3 separate regions of the Mus musculus genome follow, and regions 2 and 3 are each linked to region 1. A link is a contact called in public HiChIP or PLAC-seq and promoter capture Hi-C data. All regions are on one chromosome and are shown on one strand. The core of a region is the stretch at or near the end of the contact, and the rest is flanking DNA. Distances in the headings are between cores, read along the strand shown. Region 1 holds the start of Chuk (conserved helix-loop-helix ubiquitous kinase). Region 2 has its middle 27 kb from the start of Slf2. Region 3 holds the start of Mrpl43 (mitochondrial ribosomal protein L43).

The links. Promoter capture Hi-C pulls out the DNA fragments that hold promoters and counts their contacts. HiChIP or PLAC-seq counts read pairs in DNA pulled down with a chosen protein or histone mark.
Region 2: a contact with region 1 is called in an H3K4me3 HiChIP or PLAC-seq map of neural tube, with 4 times the contacts expected there. The contact joins the enhancer-like site here to the promoter of Chuk in region 1. A contact is called at or near these places in 5 of 39 promoter capture datasets (the 3T3-L1 cell line, 3T3-L1-derived adipocytes, cranial neural crest and 2 more), 2 of 115 datasets of contacts at active chromatin or transcription factors (extraembryonic endoderm stem cells and neural tube) and 1 of 9 other capture datasets (embryonic stem cells).
Region 3: a contact with region 1 is called in a promoter capture Hi-C map of liver, with 2.9 times the contacts expected there. The contact joins the promoter of Mrpl43 here to the promoter of Chuk in region 1. A contact is called at or near these places in 5 of 39 promoter capture datasets (the 3T3-L1 cell line, the SN4741 cell line, hippocampal neurons and 2 more), 5 of 115 datasets of contacts at active chromatin or transcription factors (the SCID.adh cell line, astrocytes, bone marrow-derived macrophages and 2 more) and 2 of 9 other capture datasets (liver and pancreatic islet).

The regions. Positions count from the first base shown.
Region 1 is chr19:44,106,203-44,110,526 of GRCm38.p6, forward strand. It overlaps Chuk (conserved helix-loop-helix ubiquitous kinase), which reads right to left and starts at 1,275. Exons shown (of 21, transcript NM_007700.2): 1 at 1,086-1,275. The coding sequence starts at 1,190. Cwf19l1 (CWF19-like 1, cell cycle control (S. pombe)) reads right to left here. Exons shown (of 14, transcript NM_001081077.1): 14 at 2,435-4,324. The coding sequence ends at 4,314.
Region 2 is chr19:44,901,838-44,906,594 of GRCm38.p6, forward strand. No RefSeq gene overlaps it. Among named protein-coding and RNA genes, the nearest start is that of Slf2, 27 kb to the right of the region's middle. Within about 2 kb of position 2,649, at least 13 of the 459 cell types and tissues checked have an H3K27ac peak or open chromatin away from gene starts, as enhancers often do.
Region 3 is chr19:45,003,590-45,008,272 of GRCm38.p6, forward strand. Mrpl43 (mitochondrial ribosomal protein L43) reads right to left here and starts at 2,853. Exons shown (of 3, transcript NM_053164.3): 1 at 2,675-2,853; 2 at 2,474-2,580; 3 at 1,425-2,351. The coding sequence starts at 2,805. The coding sequence ends at 2,110. Twnk (twinkle mtDNA helicase) reads left to right here and starts at 2,969. Exons shown (of 5, transcript NM_153796.4): 1 at 2,969-4,683. The coding sequence starts at 3,541.

The DNA of each region.
Region 1 (4,324 bases), core at 25-2,524:
TTTATCTTACTGCTCCTTTTATAAAAGTCCAAGTAATGAGGGTTGCCATAACTTGACAGTGGAGAGCTATCAGCGGAATTACAGTACCTATCTTGTACTTCCTAACGTCTCTGTTACCATCTGACTCAACTCTCAAGCAGGCCCAGAATGTATGTATATTCTTCTAAATATTTTACAGTCAACAAATCCTATACTACAATGATTGGTGTTCAAGATCTATTCCTTACACCCTTCAGGAAAGCAAAACCCTCACTAATAATGCACTGGCTTGTATTGATATGATTTTTTTTTCCGGAGAAAAGATGCGTTTTACTGACTTTTCAAAAGACCCACAACTCAAACATGATTAACTAGGGCTGAGGCTGTAACCCAACGGTAGACCATTTGCCTAGCATGTGCAAGGTCCTGTGTTCCACCCCGAACATTAACAACAACACGTTAAAGTAAGAAAAGTGACTGTTAGTTTGAAAACCTTTTAAGGACAGGAATAACTGCTGTTGTAACGGTTACATGTTCTTCGATAAATCAAAACAAATTTCCTGAGCCTGATCTTAGCTGTCTTCTGCAGAACAAACCCCTCTATTTTCTTTCCTCCGAAGCAAGGATCGATTTCATCATCTTACCCTCACCCTGGTTTTTACCTGAAACGCTCCAATTCCAAAGTCTGTCAATGTTTCCCAAGGGTCAACTCTGGACACACCCGTAAGGTTTCTCGTCTAGTCCAGTCTCCAGTGGATCACACCGCTCGCTCCCGAGGGAGTGTGAGCAGGCACACGGAGACACACACAACACACATACACAAAACACACAACACGCATCGGCACTCGACTTTGTACAGACTCCTCATCACCACACACAGCTGCAACAGCTGCCTGTCACTCACTGCCCGGGGACCTCCGACACACCTGGACCGCGGCCACCCAGGCTCACAAGCGCAGGATGCTCCATCGCTCGCCCTCGCTCACTGCCCCAGCCCCCAGCCCCGTCCAGGGTCGCGACCACCACTCCTCCCACCTTGACTGACAGCTCGGGTCCCAGGGACGCCCAGACAGAGCCCGCGCCACGGCTCCCGCCCCCCGCCTCACCCGGTGCTGGTACAGACTGACGTTCCCGAAACCGCCGGTGCCAAGCCGTTCCCGCATCTCCCAGGGGCCGCCCGCGCCCGGCCGCAGCCCCGGGGGCCGCTCCATGGGGCGGGAGCGCCAGCCGCCTCAGGCAACGCCGCCGGTCTAAGGCCGGTTCCGGGCCGCCGAGGCTTGCGGAGTCCTCCGTCTCGCGAGACTGCGTCACTTCCGCTAGCTTCCGCATGCAGAGTCCCGCCCCGAGCTCCTGGAATCACCCTGGGATTGGTGCTGCCGGAAACTGGGCACCAGCGGCTTGCCCTGGGCAACTTCCAACCTGCGAGGACCATCGTGCGTGCGGTTCCTATTTATTTTATTTTTGTTTGTATAGATATTTTTTAATTAGTTCTTTGAAGGTTTCATACAACGTGTTTTTATTTAAAATAGATCTCTCTCCAAACTCTAAAATCCACATTGTCCCTACCTCATTCACATTTCATCTTTTTGAGAGCCCTGCCCTCTGCCCCTCGAATCCTACCACACTCGCCGGTCGGCACCGGTTAAGGCCACCATAAGTATTAAAGAAAACTGCGCTAACCGCCCTGTTGATTCATTAGCCTTGTAAATCAGAATCTCTCCATAATCCCAAACCAACCAAGGATGTGACTTATTCCAGAGTGAAAACTCTTCTTCGCGACTTCGTGAGTCTCCCTACCGACCTTACTGTTTATCAGCCTTGTTCTCTCCGACTTGAGTTGGAATTGTTTCTGAGGTGCACCACAGGGCTATAAAGACAAGCCTGGAGGAGCTCTCGGTCCAGAGAGGCATACTTCTGAGTGGTGGGCTGCACAGGGAAAGCCAACCCACCTAGCCATTTGAGTGGGTTATCCACTTCATGGACTCTAGGTGTCCTGTTCTGAGACAGGATCTCAATACAGTCCAGCCTGGACTAGAACGTATTTCTCCGTCTTTCCAAGACTGGGATTACAAGCTTGTACCGGGCTGAAGCTAGCGATGCTAATAACTCAAAAGTGTAAGAGTCAGCATAAAATCAAATTCTCAACGTCAGCATGCAATTCGATGTTGTGGGTCACTAATAGTGAGTGGTATTCGATAAACTGGTTTCTATTATTTTCATATCTTTCATGGAATTGGAATATTAAACTTGAAGGTAATAGAAATGAGGCTCTGAGAGAGCATCTTTAGAGCAGAGGAGACGGTCATGTAACAGGATGAAACCTCATTTGCTGTGTATGGTAGAGCCAGGAGTGACAGGTGGGATGCAGTTTCATAATTTGTACTCGAGGGATGCTGAAAACTCCAGCCAAGATAATTCTGTCTAAATTACTCAAACTGGTTTCTACAGTGAGTTTGCTTTTTAAATATTCTATAATTAAAATGCAACTCAAGGTTTATTGCTATAGCCCTGTTTGACTTGGAACTCATTATGTAGACCAGGCTGGCCTTAAAACTCACTGGTCTGCCTGCAGAATGCTAAGATTAAAGACCTGGCCTTTTAATTTTTTTAACTGTAAAATGGTTCCTGTCAGGCTCCACAATCTTCAGGTTTCCAAGACTGTTTTAGTTTTTTTGTTGTTCAGAAACAAAATGGAGGTCAGGAGATTTTTATGAGAACAAAGTGAAACTGTTCGTGGTCTATACAGGAACAATGACCAATTCCTGTCTTCTGGCTTCCAGCTTGCAGCGTCCTCCTGTGCTCACACTGCTGTTTCTCCCTGTGCTGCTCCTTAAATCATAGTCATATTTAAGGTGGAACTGACTGTGTTTGCATAGAATCTCTTGTGCAGTGTATGGCAGAGTCACCTGTCAATAAAAACCCTATGGCCAATGAGCTGAGGCAGGACTAGGAGGTGGGACATCCAGCAGAGAGGGAAAAGGGTGCTGGGGTCAGGGGGAGCAGGGGAGGTATGAATGAAAGAATTCTGGGAAATAGTCAGGGGGGAAAGATTGGCCCTGAAGCTGAAGGAGAGGGAGCCAGCCACTTGGCAGGCCTTAGGATAAACTGGTGATTAAGTTATGAGCCAGCTGGGGAACCAGCCAAAGCTTTTGGCCTCAGAATTTATTCATGAAATATTAAGAAGTCTCAGAGGCCCTACTTTGGGGAACAAAGAGGCCAGGTGGAAAAGCTCTAGGTTATAGCATTTGCCCTTTTTATTTTGTAAGTTCACTCTGGTCCATACCCTGGCTGTTCCCGAAGCCCAATCACCAACCTAGATCTGCATGAGTTTGAGAATTATCTACCTGCACTCTGGACACAGCTGTGAGATAACTCAGGTGTCTTACACACATGAAACATTGAAAATGCACTCAAAGCCCTAGCCCCAATCCTGTTCTGCATGAGTCTTAGAAGAAGCGTCTAATGGCATTCTGGACACGTGTACTGGGTAACTCCGGTATTTTAAACATCTAACACAACACATTCAAATTAAACTCAACTCATGCCCTTAATCTGCCACTTCCTTTTGAAATTAGACTCTAAACTCTGTACCAAGGGCAGCACACTGGGGCACTCACAAGCTATACTCCTGGATCTCAGAGTATGTCCTAGCACAGCAGAGTTAACTATCTAAAAGACAGAATGGACTCTTTCATGTGAGGAAGATGCTGTAGGAAAGCAGTAGCAAAGGCGGGGCTTGGTGCCCTTCCCCTGACCGAAAGGAGCCGGGGATAGAACTCTGATCTCTACCGCACACACAATCTCATTTCAGTGGCCATAAGCAACATAAGACATCTGTCAGCCTTAGAAAAGTGTTCCCTTTTCTATTATTTACAAGATTTGGGGGGGCATTACTTTTACATTTTTGGGGGGTTGAGGGCAAGGATGGAGAGGTGAGATGGGTCTCACGTCATAGCCCAGACTGTCCTGAAACTCACTATGTAGTCCAGAGTAGCCTTGAATTCACAGCAGTCTTCCAGCCATAACCGTTCAGTTTCTGAGAAGAGCGACATGAGCCACCATACCCAATCTGAAAGGTTTAAAAGTTTGTGAGGATGAGGAGAAACAGAGCTGTTCTTAGAAATACATAGCAGATGTTCTCTTAACTTATCATTGCATCTCAGAATGACTTCTTTTTAAAAAGTCAATCAGAGGCCTCCTGCAGCAGGCAGGTCCATGGGAATATATTGAAGAGGCAGGGAGGCAGCTCCCACGAGACGGTAACTCCATTTTAAGAGCAGGTTGGAACAATCTGCTGTTCCAGTCGGTGACCTGAGGTGTGCCCTCCCCTTTGGCTAGTCATCCA
Region 2 (4,757 bases), core at 1,399-3,898, 800 kb after region 1:
ACATGAGTGAGTGTACACACGTACACATTAAAAACTAAATAGATGTCATTTTTATTTAAATTAAATTGTGGCCCTTGGCTATTTCCATACGAGTTCCTACCCTAACTTAATTGTTCTCCCATTCTACTCTCTGGGGACAAACATGAAGCCAAAGAGGAGAGGCCCTCTATGTCAGAAGAAACAGGACTAGATCCAGCCTGGGACAGTGCCACATCCTCTCTTCTGGCTCTGCTAGGTCTCAGCTTTCATTACAGCAATCCTATGGAAATGAGTCTACCCAGACCCAGAGCACCCCGGCCTCCAAGATGGAAGACTTTGCAAAGCTTCGGGAAAGAAAAGTAGGCCCACTGGCCGCTCTATAAATTAGAGACTCATTAAGAAGAGGCAGGAAGGGCTTTGGAGGCCTGAGCCTTTCGATTTCTTGTTGGGATGGTTTATTGCTATTGTTTCTATTTCATACGTTTATTGCAAAACCAATAAAAATTATCTATTAAGAGCAGGAAACTCATCTTTTGACTTCTTGGTGGAGGTTTCTACAGAATAAACTTTAACTGGTCCAGCATAGCTGCGGGAGAGGAGCAAGCCCTATGGAGTCACGCCCTACTGGAGGCCAGCCAGGCACAGAGCAGGAGTGTCCAGACCAGGGTGAGGGAGGGGACAGACTGGGGAGGCCACACAGTCAGGACTCTTCTACAGAGTCCCTGTCAGCTGGCTGTGTATTTCCATCTGTTGCTTAGTGCCTGCAACCGTGCTGCTTCCCAGCTTCTACTCTGGAGAGACCTCACTTGGAAGGAGACAGCCAAACGCTTGATTTATGGAGCTATTCTTGAAATGAATGTTTATAGAGATGTTTCCAAACAGATGAATAAGATGTCCAAGATCCCAGGAGAAAGGTCTTGTCCAAGTGAAAGAGCAGAGAGCTAACATTTGTGGTATCCTGTTCTGCCATGCTAGGCTCTATGCTACCACCCTTTTTGTTTGGTTTAGTTTTGCACCCCTTTATTAAAATTTTTATTTATGATTGGTGTGGAGTGTGTGTTGGCATGCATATATGGAGGTCACAAGACAATTCTGAAGGGATGGTTCTCTTCTTCCACCTTTTTGTGGGTCCCAGGTATCAAACTTGGTTCTCTAGGCTTGTGAGTATCTTTGCCTGCTGGGTTATCTTGCTGGTCTCTGTACCCCACTTTTTAAGAAAAAAGTATATTTTCTTGGGCTAGGGATGTAGCTCAGTTGGTAGAGAGCTTACATAATATTCATATAGCCTGAGTTTGATCCCCAGGACTACATAAACCATATATGGTGGGGTGGCCTGAATCCTAGCACTTGGGATTCCCAGCACTTCCCAGCAGGAAGACCAGAAGTTCAAGGTCTTTCTTGGCTACGTAGGGAATTTGAGGACAGCCTTGGATATAGGAGACCTTGTCTCAAAATAGAAGTAAGACTTTTTTTTTTAAGTGTATATTCTCTCCATTTTATTAAAAGGGACACTGAAGATGGCAATGTAAGAGATATAACCAGGAACAGAAGACAACATAATTCCCAGCCTGGGAACACTGGTCCTAGAAGTAGTTGCCACCTCTCTGTTGAAGGAAGGATAGGAGATAGGTATTCTCCCTGTGGGCCTCTAGGATGACCCGGAAAAGATTCACAGTCGATTGAGGGGAAGACCACCCAACCATGACTCAAGTTTGAGCCGGCCTGCAGAGTGCCCAACACCCCTAAATCTAGTGTGAAGAACTACAGGGGCCTTCAATAACTGCTCTGTCAGGTCTCAGGATGGTGACTAATGGGCTTAGAGGAGGAGACTGTGAAAAACACACTAGGAAATAAATTTGGGTGATTAAATTTCAAGGCAGTTCATGGAACAGCAACCTGAGGCCTAAACTAAGCCATCAAGTTACTAAGAGAATCAAGATTTCACTTTAACCACCGCTGCCTAGGAACCAGGCCTGAGACTGCAGAGTATTAGTGGGACATGAGAGAGGTCCTCCCACCGAACTTCTGAGGAAACTGACACCCTCCAAACCTTCCTTCCAAAGGGCGAGCTAGCAACAAGCTAAGTCCTCATTGTCTCCCCATGATTACCATGTCACCTCTAAAGTGGAAAAAAATAAAGATGACTGCTCACCCATGTAAGACAGGTAGAAATGGGGAAGGAGGCTCCAAGTGGGCACAACCAGAACCACTCACAAATTTCTGAGATACTTCCAGGTTACTGAAGTAACAGAGGAGGCCCAAATTCCTCTACTTCTCTCCTGTTTCAGCTGAATGTCATGTACCCTGATTGGATCTAACCCCCCAAACAGTCGTGGTCTAGAGGCAGGGGTGTAATCCACCACCCCCCTCACACCCAGACACACCCCAGGTGCTGTTAAGCCTTGCAAATCTGCCCTGCCTCCAGTTGAGAGCCTCACTTCTGACGCCGTCCCCAGCCACTGTTTAAGGCCCACAGTGCTTCACTTTAACTTATTTGCTCGCTTATTCTCTGCTTAAAGCCAGGCAGAGAGAGCTGGAGCCCCAGCAGCCCCTGCACTGGAAGGGCCCCAGCATCTTATGTGATGGAAGAGATCAGCCACCCCTACCATGGAAAGGCCCCAGCAGCCTCTTCGTGGAAGGGTCCAGGTGGGAAGACCTTATCAACTGCAGCTGCTTCCATCTTTTTCTTTCTCAACTTTCTTCCTCTCTGGAGAGTTCACCTCTCTCTGCCCTGGCTCCACCAGCTGTTTCATGCAAATCCAGCTGAGACAGCTGCTAGCCCCATCCTGCTAAATGTGCAGGGGCCCTGGAGCCCCCTGTCTTGGCCCAAAGCTGGGCAAATCTCTGGCGTCCAGACAAGGTTGAGACTGTTCAGAAAGTACTTCAGTAGGAAACTGAGGGGAAAGCCAAAAAACCTGAATTACAAAAGGAGAGAAACAGATGATGGACAGCACAGATAATTCTTCTGAATAACTCTCATCGAGTCCCAGAAAAGTTTGTTGCGAGAAAAAGGAGGCTGGACTCCAAGAGCGTTGGTGCAGGTCTGATATCCTGGTTACTCGGAGGGCTGAAGCAGGAAGAACACAAATTGAAGGCCTGTCTGGGCTGTAGATTGAGTTCAAGGACAACATCCTGGGACACTTAGATTTTTTTTTTTCCTCAAAATGTAAAAGAGGACTGGATTTAGAGCTCAGCAGTAAAGCAATTGGCTGGCACGTGCAGAACACTAGGTTCAGTCTCTGCAGCCAACCTCCCCGCCCTACCCCAGAAAAGGAGGGAGGAAAAGAAGGAAGGAAAGAAAAAAAATGGAAGGGTAGGAAAGGAGAAAAAAGAAAGGTAGATCTGTCAGAGTGGCATCTTCGGCCCATTGAAGGAAAACTTGTCAAGAAACTTAAAATCTCTGGCCTGGCTAAGGGACCATTGCCCAGGAAGGCAGGTCATGCTAAGACATAGGTGAACTAATTTGCCATTTCAATGAAATAACATACTTTTCCTTCCCAGGATCTCTAACCTCTACCATAGTAGCTTATGCAGGGCCACAATCATGAGGCTGTGTTAATTTGCCTGCTGTTTGAAATTACTCAGCGGGGAAAGAAGTATAATTTCTTTTCTTCTCTGTCTGCCCTGGGTTTCCTTACCCTAAAGCCTCCTCCCTGCCCTGTGGCTAACTGTCTGGCTGACCTCTGCTGTCTGCAGGAGCATGGCCTCTGCCCTCCCTCTTCTCTCCTCCGGTCTCCTCTTCCTGGCAACTGCTGAGATTACAACTTGCCTGCCCCGGGCTTGTCTTTTGTCCTCAAGCTTCTGTCTGAGTCTGTTCTGTTATTTTATTAATAAGAACCTTAAGGGGGAGACCCCGAGTTCCCTGATTGTCATCTGGCAACCCAGATGAGCCTCCCCACAATTCCCAGTACCAGGTCTCTTTTGGATACCCAGAATTCCTGGCTCCCCACTTTCAGTTCCTTGCCGCTTGGCTACAGAGCACGCTCATGTGTTAGCTTCAGCTAGAGGTCAACTCCATTGCCAGAACCTACCATGCAGGCTCTTCTGAGGACCTGGTCCCCAGATCTGGGATTTGTGACAAGCCTGCTCTGTACCGCGGATGGGGGTACTCTCTAGGCCTCTGGACAGAAAGGTATTTCCTTGTCCCGCTTCCCTACTGGCTTCTGTCTCTCTTCCGGAGTTCAGTGGACCTAATCCAACTACACTGGCCTCAAGGATTTATCTACAGTTTCTTCCAATTAAGATCTTGGGTTCGTGGTCTGCTTGGGTACTTTAAAGGCAGCCCCTTTAAAATGCTTGTCCTATCGCATTCAAATGCCTACTGAGCCAGACTGAGCTTCCTATATTCTGTCACTCTATTGGACACCAGTAAATACCACTGCCAACAAGAATCCAAAGCCCTTCTCTCAGAGAAGAGTGAGACATGCCGGGTGATAACTCTGTCATCTCTAGATCGAGGCTCAGCCAAGGTCTACTTTCCCGTGGCCCCTTATTCCTAGGAAACTCCTTGGCTGGCCCACCAGCACCTCAGTCTCCACTAGCCAAATTTCCTCTAATCTACCACCTGCACATTTCCAGACAACTAGGATCTACTAAGCCAACTTTGGGGTCAAACCCTAGTTCTCTGATGTCTTAGCTGAATGGCCTCAGTCAGATCATTTTGAGGGAATAAGAGTTAAACAGATCCCAAATGAGCAGACAGGGAGATGGGCCCCAGATAGACAATAAAGATAAGATGACAAACTTCTGGTTTCTTCTTGACTTTCAACAAAGGCCCA
Region 3 (4,683 bases), core at 1,603-4,102, 900 kb after region 1:
GGGACAAAATCAGAGCGGCTCAAGAAGTCACAAGGATTCCCAGCGTTTGCTCCTGGCCCCCCTCCTGTATCTTTGCAGACAGGGAATCTCACTGTTATTTGAGCTGTTGCCAGCTCCTAGATCTGTGCAACTACTGATGCACAATAACAGCTCCTTGTTGTGTGTGTGCACATATGCTTGACCATGCCAGGGTGCATATGTGCAGGTCAGAGGACAAGGCCAGAGAACCTGTTTGCTGCTTCTCTCACTATGTGAGATCTAGGGGGACCAAACTCAAGTGGCCAGGGATTGCCTTTATATATCGAGCCATCTACCCAGCTCTGCCTTTATATCCTGAGCCATCTACCCAGCTCTGCCTTTTTTTTTTTTTTTTTTTTAAAAAGACATGGTCTTACTGTGTAGTCCTCACTGGCTTAGAACCCTCTATGTAGACTAGGTTGGCCTTGAACTCATCTATCTGGCTGCCTCTGCCTTTCAAGTGTTGGTGATTAAAAGCTGTACCACCACATGAAGGCCTTTCCCTTCCCTCTCTGACTCCCCACTGCCTGATACCCTTAAACACCATGAACCCTGGAACCATCCAGGTCCCCAGAACCATAACAGACGGTCACTGATTGCTGTGTGGTTGCTGAGCATTGAACCCCAGGCCTCCAGAAGAGCAGCAAGTGGTTTTAACCCCTGAGCCACCTTGCAGCCCTTGCCTTGATTACCGTAAGTCTGGAAGCCGCTTCCTGCTGGCTGTGCTCCTCCCCAAGCTTTTCAGCACGTCCCACTCCTCCATCCAGGGAGAGACATGGCTCCGTTCTGTGAGGGGACCTGCTCTGAGATGCTGAGTCACACTGCCTTTGACACTAACCATTGAAAGGTTTTATGTTCTGCTTCTAGTTTGGAGTTAAAAGACTGGCTTATGCTGAAACTACGCCTACACCGTGAGCCGAGCACAGTGGCGCACACCGTTAGTCCCAGCACTTGGGAAGCAGAGGCAGACAGGTCTCTGTGAGTTTGAAGCCAGCCTGGTCTACATAGTGATCCTGGACAACCAGAGCTACATAGTGAGATCTACATCTTGAGAAAAAGTACAAATTTTTGAATTGTGACTTTGAGAGGCTAGAGAGATGGCTCAGGTGGATAAAAGACTGACTGTTCTTTTAAAAGACACAAGTGCAATTCCCAGCACCAACATGGTGGCTCACAACTGCCTGTAACTCCAGTTCCAGGGGACCCTACACTGTCTTCTGGCCTCCATGGACACTGCATGCGCACCGTGCACAGAAATACATGCAGGCATGTATTTATACACATGATAGATAATCAATCTTCAAATATAGTCTTTTTTTTTTAAACACTGCTTTTTTTTTTAAAGATTTATTTATTATATGTAAGTACACTGCAGCTGTCTTCAGACACACCAGAAGAGGGAATCAGATCTTCTTACAGATGGTTGTGAGCCACCATGTGGTTGCCGGGACTTGAACTAAGGACCTTTGGAAGAGCAGTCGGGTGCTCTTACCTGCTGAGCCATCTCACCAGCCCCTTCAAATATAGTCTTAATGACTTCAGTTTTCTTTTTCTTTTTTATTTCATTTTTAGTTTTTGAGACTGGGTTGTCCTGGAACTCACTCTGTAGACCAAGCTGGCCTTAAACGCAGAGATTCATCTGCCTCTGCCAACCAAATGCTGGGATTAAAGGTTATGCACTACCAACGCCAGGCTCATCTTCAACTTCCTAAACTGCACACAAACACGGATATAAGGTGCCTTGCCCAATGCCATACCAGCAAGAGCAACAGGGCATCCCGTGTCCTTCAGAAGACAGCCTCCAGACTCTTTCATGTGTTTTGAAGTCATTATTATTCGTATTTCAGAAAACACGGTCCTTGTACAAGTGTTGTACACTTCTCACATCTCAGCTTGCAAGGAGGCCAATTGAATCAGAATTAGGGTATTCACAAGGTCACTGCACCTAGCTACAAGTGGGCAAAGGAAAAGGTTCTTCTTTATCTCAGGCCACGCCCCGGCTGGTAGGCTCCACCCACCTACTCGGCCTGAGCTTGAAATCCAAAAGAGGAACCAATCCTATCCCTCTCACGGTCCAAAGCGCCTGGTTCTTTACTGTGCTTGCATCGAAGCTGGAGCAGAATCCCGGAGTTCTCTGGGCCGCAGCCCGTGGAGGGCAGTCCGTTTGTTGGTGAAGGGGTGCCACTGGCCCTGGATGCTCGGGTTGTCCGTGTGGAAGGGCTTGCGGATGCGGATCACATCCAAGCCGGACTGGTCTGCCAGCTTCTGCACCAACGACTTGATCTCCTCCACCGACTTGCTGTTGACGTTTTCCTCGCGCACAGCCCCATTAACTGGGAGAGGGACGTGGAGGGGATGAGTGGAAGGCGCCAGGTCGGAAATCAGACAAACAGAACGCAGCGGGCAAGCCGGGATCCCGCGCCGCCCACCCCCGCCCTAGCTCGGCCCCACTCACGGTATTCGGCCACTATTCGTGGCATGGCGCACGGGCGCGGGTTCACGTATACTACGACTCCTGGGTTCCGTCGGGCGAAGTCGGTCACCTCGCGTTCCACGAACTCCCTGCGAGACCCGGCGAAGGTGAGTACGGTGGCCCGAACCCAGCCCCATAGCTCCCCGCCTCCCTTTCCGGCGCTCCCGCTTCCGCGTGCCTCACCTGGCGCCGCGGGACGAGGGCGCATCCCGGCTGAGGCTGAGGCTGAGGCGCTGCAGCTGCTGCACGTAACGCCCTAGCCCATTATGGAGGACGCTGGTCAGAAAGCGGCTCGAAGTCCCGCGACCGGTCATGGCTACGGTTAGAGAGCCAGGACGCGGAGCCGGGGGGCGGGACTAACCGGTGACTTCCGGTTCCGGGGTTGTGGCATGGGCGCCCTGGAGAGTTTTGCTTCCGGAGTCACCGCGAGTAGCGCGTGCGAGCGGGCGACCCACGTTGCGGACAGAACACTAGAAAGGAGAGTGGTGACGCGAAGCTGGGGGCGGGAGCGTGGAGCTTTGAAGTGGAGGGCAGAGCAAGGGAGCCAGTGAGGAAGCCGGGCCGGAGCGCGTGACCTCCAGCAGTGTGGAGAGTGCCTGTGAGCGCTGGGGGCTCGGAGCGCCTGGAGTTGGGGTTCAGACGGGATGCAGAAAGCGGTAGAGATGAGGTTAGCCAGGAGAGTCCGTAGAGGGGTAGTAGACGTGAAGAGATGATACAGAGAAGCCGTTTAGATCGAGGGACCGTAGAAGGATCTAGAAGTGAGCTGGTGGAGAGAAATCCGTAAAGGACCTAGAGATAGGAGAATCCTCAGAGAGAGGCGTAGACGCGAAAGGGCAGTGTAGGTGTGTAGGGATGAAGTAGCAATACACAGGCAACCGAGGGGAGTAAGAACTGTGTTCGTGAAGAAGTTTGAGGAGGGATAAAGAGAAAAGCCAGTAGGAGTGATTTCTGCGAGTGCCTTGTAGAAGGTTTCCTAGGGTCTGGTTTAGTGAAGGCACTGAACCAGACAACAAAAGCTTTTGCAGTAGTGGCGTCCCACTCCATTAGGAATGTGGCTTCTTCTCCGACGTGCATATCCCCTCCGGATCTTGCTGCCACTGCGTGGCGAGTGGGTGGGTAGGAGGGGCCTGCCCAGAAGCTTGGCGCCAGGCCCTCCCCGCAGAAGGTACAGAAAAGAAGCGCTCCCAGCCTTAGAGATGCCAGTGTCGCCGGTGACTACGACTGAAATCCGCCAGTATTTACGTGCACATGGGATCCCCTTCCAGGATGGCCACAGCTGCCTTCGAGCACCAAGTCCCTTTGTGGTGTCCTCAGACATCAAAAATGAGAAAAAGGACGCTCCCACTTCCTTCTGCCTCTTCATTGACAAGACCACAGGACACTTTCTTTGCATGACCAGCCTAGCAGAAGGGAGCTGGGAAGACTTGCAGGCCAGTGTGGAGGGACGAGGGGATGGGGCCAAAGAGGGTGTCCTACTTAGGGAAGGCCCAGAAGCTGAGGTTAGGGAGGAGGTCTTGAGGATCTGGAACCGAGCCATACCTCTTTGGGAGCTTCCAGACCCTGAGGAAGCCCAGCTAGCTCGTGTGATGTTTGGCCTTACCAAGGTGACAGATGACACACTCAGGCGATTCAGTGTCCGCTATCTTCGATCTGCTCGAAGTCTGGTCTTCCCTTGGTTCACCCCTGGGAGCTCAGGATTACGTGGCCTGAAGCTACTAGGGGCTGAGGGTCAGGAAAATGGAGTACAGTATGTAGAGACCACCATCCCCCGGCCTGGTGTCTATCACAACCTATTTGGATTACCACTGATCAGCCGGAGAGATACTGAGGTGGTTGTGACAAGTCGTGAACTGGACAGCCTGGCCTTGAGCCAGTCGACGGGGCTGCCAACCCTTTCCCTACCCCGAGGGACAGTCTGCTTACCCCCAGCCTTACTGCCTTACCTTGAACAGTTCCGTCGGATTGTGTTCTGGTTAGGAGATGACCTTCGATCCTGGGAAGCTGCCAAACTGTTTGCTCGAAAACTCAACCCCAAGCGATGCTCTCTGGTGAGGCCTGGGAACCAACAGCCTCGTCCCCTGGAGGCCTTAAACCAAGGCTTAAGTCTTCCCCGTATTCTTCGTACCGCCCTACCTGCCTGGCACAAGTCTATTGTGTCTTTTCGGCAGCTCCGAGAGGAGGTTTTAGGAGAA